Linked DNA regions of Xenopus tropicalis: region 1 is linked to region 2. The links are chromatin contacts, called in public Hi-C maps. All regions are on one chromosome and are shown on one strand. The core of a region is the stretch at or near the end of the contact, and the rest is flanking DNA. Distances in the headings are between cores, read along the strand shown.

Evidence for each region. A called contact is a pair of places that touch in the nucleus more often than the background predicts.
Region 1: a contact with region 2 is called in a Hi-C map of neurula embryo, with 3 times the contacts expected there. The contact joins the promoter of MGC147302 here to the enhancer-like site in region 2. A contact is called at or near these places in 5 of 5 Hi-C or Micro-C datasets (brain, gastrula embryo, liver and 2 more).

Annotation. Positions count from the first base shown.
Region 1 is chr5:138,160,743-138,163,629 of UCB_Xtro_10.0, reverse strand. It overlaps MGC147302, which reads left to right and starts at 1,355. Exons shown (of 3, transcript NM_001078942.1): 1 at 1,355-2,024. The coding sequence starts at 1,578.
Region 2 is chr5:138,114,728-138,117,456 of UCB_Xtro_10.0, reverse strand. No RefSeq gene overlaps it. Among named protein-coding and RNA genes, the nearest start is that of klf11, 24 kb to the left of the region's middle. Within about 2 kb of position 1,341, at least 2 of the 11 cell types and tissues checked have an H3K27ac peak or open chromatin away from gene starts, as enhancers often do. A contact at or near this core is called in neurula embryo, where this site is marked.

The sequences.
Region 1 (2,887 bases), core at 106-2,605, 46 kb before region 2:
TGCCCAAACCATAATGTGTAGCATTTCTAGCCTAATTCTTGGTTAACCCTTAGTTCCCCTTTAAAAATATCCATCTGACCAACGTAAATTTCATTAGACAGGAGATACTGTTTAGATCTCATGGTATAATTCATTGAGCCAATGTGTCAAAGGACTTATTTGCCTCAGGCTTTGATAAACGGCTGATGTCCAGAAGCCAAATGCAAATTTGTATGCATTCGATCATCATAATTCAAGTGACAGTTTATTGCTTAGTAAATAGGCCCTGGGGGTGTTGTGACGTCATCAGAATAACACACAGGACCTGTGCTGATACAAAGACTGTCAGAGGAGATAGGAACGCCATAAAAGCCCCTAAATAAGAATACTAATTGAATGTACAAAGAAAGCAGTAAAGTCATTGTGAGAATGAGGGTCACTGCCTGGTGTTGCATCTTAAATCATTCTCCCAAAGAGCTTTCACCACTATAGGGCCCTTGTGATGGCTGCAAGTGTTTTGTTGTTTTGGTGAGTGTTGTTGGCCACACACAGGTGGGATTACTTTGTCCCTACTTTGGGACATCCCACCTATCGATCTATGGGTCAGTTTATAACTACATAAATATACAGGCCCTGTCATCTCATGAATAAACAGGGGGGGGTTCCAGGTGTTACAGTGTACAGTATCTTTAAATATATGGGCCTTATCATATCATGAACGGACAAGAGTATAACATTGGGTGTATTTTAAGATGTACAGTCCCCATCAACTAATGAATGGGCAGTGAAGTGACAATAGGCATATCATCATCAAATGGCCAGGTCCCATCCTTTCATAGAGGGACAGTGATGTGAGAGTAAGGATAATAGTACAGTAGCAGTGGCAATAGTAGTGCAATAGTAGTGCCTAAGCCAGTGCCGCTGATGTTAAAGTGCAACTCTCAGCACCTGCAACAGCAGAAAACTGCCCATGGTTACTGGGAGTTGTAGCTTAACAGCATTGGAACACCCACCAAAACCTGTTTCGCCTCACTGCCCACCACTACTAAATATTTGTCTGCTTATGTGTGTGGCTACATTAAGGACTTGGTTTGTAATGGTTTGGCGTATTTGCTGTACACTCAGCTCTGGTATAAATCCACAGGTTACACCCAATTTCCGTTCCATTTTAATTTCAGAGTCTTAGGTTTCATATGCGCCTTTCTGCATACTGCTGGCTCTTTCCTCTGCTCTGCCTATTGGCCCTGATCTGAATGACACTCCTCTGGCCGAGCTAGCATTTCCCTGCTGCAGCTGCACTCACGCCAGTGTGAGGGACTTGCTTTTAATGTTTAACTGTAAGAGGGTATGAAAGGGAGAGTGAGGGAGGCAGGGGGAAGTGCGGCTGGGGATGAAAGAGGTGAAAGCCAAGCACTTTCTGAAAGGTAACTCTATGGGGCTGGTGCATTGCTCTTTGTACATTGCCAGAGAAGTTTGCAAGTTGGGCTTCAGGTAATGTTTGGTGGCATGAGTACTGGCACTCGGACAGACATACAGCCAGGACATGCCATTGACTCTTAAAAAGTTACTCAAAAAGCCACCGGAGTGTACAGTCTGTTATGGGCAGTGGCTGCAGCCGGGGCAGTAGCAGTGTACTTATTGTCAGCAGTCAGCAGCCCAGATCTCCATCCAAGAGAGAGCCTTCAGCCCAGGAAGAAACCATCGCCTGCCAGACACGGGATGAACCTGTAGCACCCACTAAACAGGGCAAGGAGCCTGAGAGAGGCCGACCGAGACCAAAGGACATAGATGAAGATCTTCAGCTGCTTGATGAGTTATTGGAAGAGTCCCAGGACTGCTTGTCTGATAAAGATCCAAAACTCAAGGCACAGGCTCTGGAATCCAGATGCCACATCACAAGCCCTCAGTCACAACCGCAAGTCTGCGGAAAGAAACCCCACAATCCTGAGACAACATTGGCAATACAGGGACAGCCACAGCTGCAACTGACCTCTTCCCTGCCCAACAATATCCATTACAGACAACAGGAGAACAACAGCAAAACAGTAAGTGGAGTGTGTTGCATTATGGATAACACTGTCTTAGTAATAAAGGAATTGTTGGGATGCAGGAATGTTATTTGTGCCCTGCATACACGCACAGATTCTGTAGTACATACCCTTGCGGCATGTTGTGTGTGTGTGTGTATATATGTATATATACTTTATATATATATATTGGAAACAGGCAGTACCACTGGTGGTCACAATTAGGGTCAATGGATGGACTATAAATACACATGGGAAAACTGTAACCCAAAGCAACCAATGAGATGTTTGTTTTCACTATTCAAACAGTAACTGTTGTTGGGATATTTGGGGAAAGCACTCTTTCACAAAAGTAAATTGGACTCCTAAAATAATACAATAAGAAGAAGTCCTAAGTATTTACCAAGGAGTAATTCATTATGGAGTTGCCATGTGATAATTTTCAGTTCATTCCACCCCATGACACCATAGGTGAAATCGGTCTCAGCCATTGGTTTGGTTCTGTGCTCTTTGATTTGTGGGTATTCTAAGATCCCTAGCCAATTAGTCAGGATTCGCATGGAAAATCTCCTCTTGATCTGACTGTGTGTTCTGACCATGTGTTCATGGGTACCAACATCCATTTAGTAGTAATTAAAAGGAAAAAGAGATTGCTCATTCTTTCAGCAACCTGGGCAGTCAAAGCCATTATGAAATATGATTTAGGTGGAGTTGTGCAGAAATGCGCACAGTCCCCCTCATGCAGGGAACACTTTAATAGTGAAGACACACTGAGCTACTTAGTAGCAGCTAATTGTCACAGCTACTAAATGCCAAAAATACCCTGCCATAGACAATACTTAGAATTGCCTCTGCTAAAACATAAGTAGAGACAGGTATCA
Region 2 (2,729 bases), core at 92-2,591:
CTTCATTTTCTTGGCACACAGATTTATAAAGTTACCATGGTATCTGTCAATTTATACTGAATAACTGAAAACAAAATATAAAAAATAAAGACTAATTGCAAATTGTTTAAGTGTAAACTACAAACTACAACTTTGCTACTTATACATGTTGTATCTGTAATTCTTGTTCCAATTGTATTAAAGGTGAATTGGTATATTACCTGAGGAGAGGAACCCCTATATTATTCCGGAGACACTAGAAATGTCTGTGAACATTTATATCATCCAGTACCAGTTGGACAGACATCAGAGAGAACCTGGGATTATGGAACACAAATCAGCTATTAAGACAAAGAAAGGTGATCAATGATATTCTGAGACAATTTGCAATTGGTTTTCATTTTTTATTATTTATGGTTTTTCAGTCATTTAGCTTTTTGTTCTGCAGTTCTTCAGGTTGGAATTTCACCAGCTATCTAGTTGCCAGGGTCTTGGTTACCTTAGCAACCAGCCAGTGGTTTGAGTCTGAGACAGGAATATGAATCGAAGGGGGCCTGAATAAAGAGACAAGAAATAAAAAGTAACAATAATAAAATTGTAAGCTTGCAGAGCAATAGTTTTTTAGCTGTCCCCCATTAGACAGCTGCAAATATGTAGAAGAAGAAGAAAAATAGCTCAAAAACTATAGAAAATAAATAAACCAATTGCAAAATTGCTAGGAATAGGACATTCTATAACTCATTAAATCACCCCTTTAACCAAATAAAGATCCAGTTTTTGATGGAGTTGAACATTGAGGTTCTATGACAGGAAGAAAGTTGTATGTCAAGAAGTGGGTCAAATGCCTGGATATTTGGAACACCATGATTTTTAGATATGTTTTGGGTAAATGCTTGTGTTTTAATATTTAGGGGGCTATGTAATAAAATGCGCCAACTTTCTCAAGGAGGAGTAACCTCTAGCAACCAATAAGATTTTTGCTTTTAAACAGCTAACTAGGAAATGCTACCTGCTGACTGGATGATATGGGTTCTGCTCCTTTTGTATACAACCCCCTTTGTATAGTTTTTATCTTATTTATTACAGATGGATTTAGGGATTACAATTATCTGGTGACTGAGTGGACTTCTCATGTTTAAATACATATGTTACAAGTTGGGATACAATTGTAATAACTGTATAAATATGAGACTGGAGAGGATATATCTGTATCATTGTAATATTTATGTGATATTTGGTACTTGCCGTTTTCAATGTGGCCACATGGTGGCAGTGTTTGTTAAGCTTAAGGTGAATAGTGAGCGCTTGGTTGTTTAGCTTGATAGAGGGCTGCTATAGGCCTGAAACATCTCTTTTATGGTCTGAGCCAGTACTGCGTGAAATGGGTTTTTTTCATTCTTTTTATTTCAGGCGCAGTGAGGAACACAACTGAGTCCATGTGACAAGGGCATACAGACACCAAACAGTATAAACCTGACACATCATGTTTAGGAGTCATGGGAAGCTATGTAAGTTCACATACAATGTACCATTATAATATATATATTTGATCAGATAAAGGGCTAAAAGATCAGTGCAAGGTTAATAAGGAATTAGAAAAAAAAGAAGAAAACAGAAACACAATGCAAAGAGGAAAAATGAACAGGAGCTGGCTCTGGGTCCCTTGGCACCCACACCTTCTAATCCATAGACAGGGGGATCTGGCAGCACACTTTCATTCCATGAACTGATTCCAAAGCAATTGTGGATTCAGGTTTTAAGATTAATATAGCTAATCAGCTAATCGGCCCGTGTATGGGCAGAACAGAGCTGCCTGGCCGACCGATATCTGGCCTGAAATTGGCCAGATCTCGATTGGCCAGGTTAGAAAATCCGGTCGGATCGGGGACCGCATTGGCTCGTTGATGCGGTCCCCGAACCGACTGCCCCATAAGCTCAAATGTAATTATTTTTTTTTTAAAGCAGCTTGCTACCCAATATCGCCCACCCGTAGGTGGGGATATCGGGTGAAGATCCGCTCACTTGGCGACATTGCCAAGCAAGAGGATCTTGTAGTGTATGGGCACCTTTAGCCATGTAGTTTTAAGGTGGGAGCTTTCCGTGCAACAAAATTTAATCCATCTTGTAAAACTACTGCCAGAGAACTGGAATAAAGCTATTAATTATTTGCCTAATTTTGTAAAACTGATTACTAAAGGGAGTCAAAAAAGTCGGTAAACGATTGCCACTCTTAATCCTGGTTGCACAAGAACCCTTATTGTTAGCAAGCAAACTTGACACACTCTGTTCGTAGAGCCTTAACAAAAGCTGCAGATAATGACTTCCTATTGTACCCCCGGCTCAAAAATCTGTCACGCAAAGTGTGGGCTGTGCATCCTGCTACTCCTACCTTGTGCCTCAGAATGACATGCAAGGAAAGGCCAGTAGGGGGCGGTGTGCCTACACCTACCCGGTGTGCCTTCAGCTATCTGCACAATGCCCCAATTTGCAGACAAATGGGCAGTTGCAGGCTTTTCTTAGTATTGCGTGTGTCTTTGTGAATGAGCCCTTAAGACTTTTTAAGTAGAGTTTTCATGAGTGCTGTTCATTTTATATAGTCAGGATTTCTGATACCATAATCTTGCTTGTTGGTTCTGACTTTGAAGAGAGTAGGTTTGCTGCCAGTTCCAAGACCCAGCTGGACACACACTTGTATGAATACAGACGCAATAATAGGTGCCTATGATTATATTCACACGAAACGCATCAGG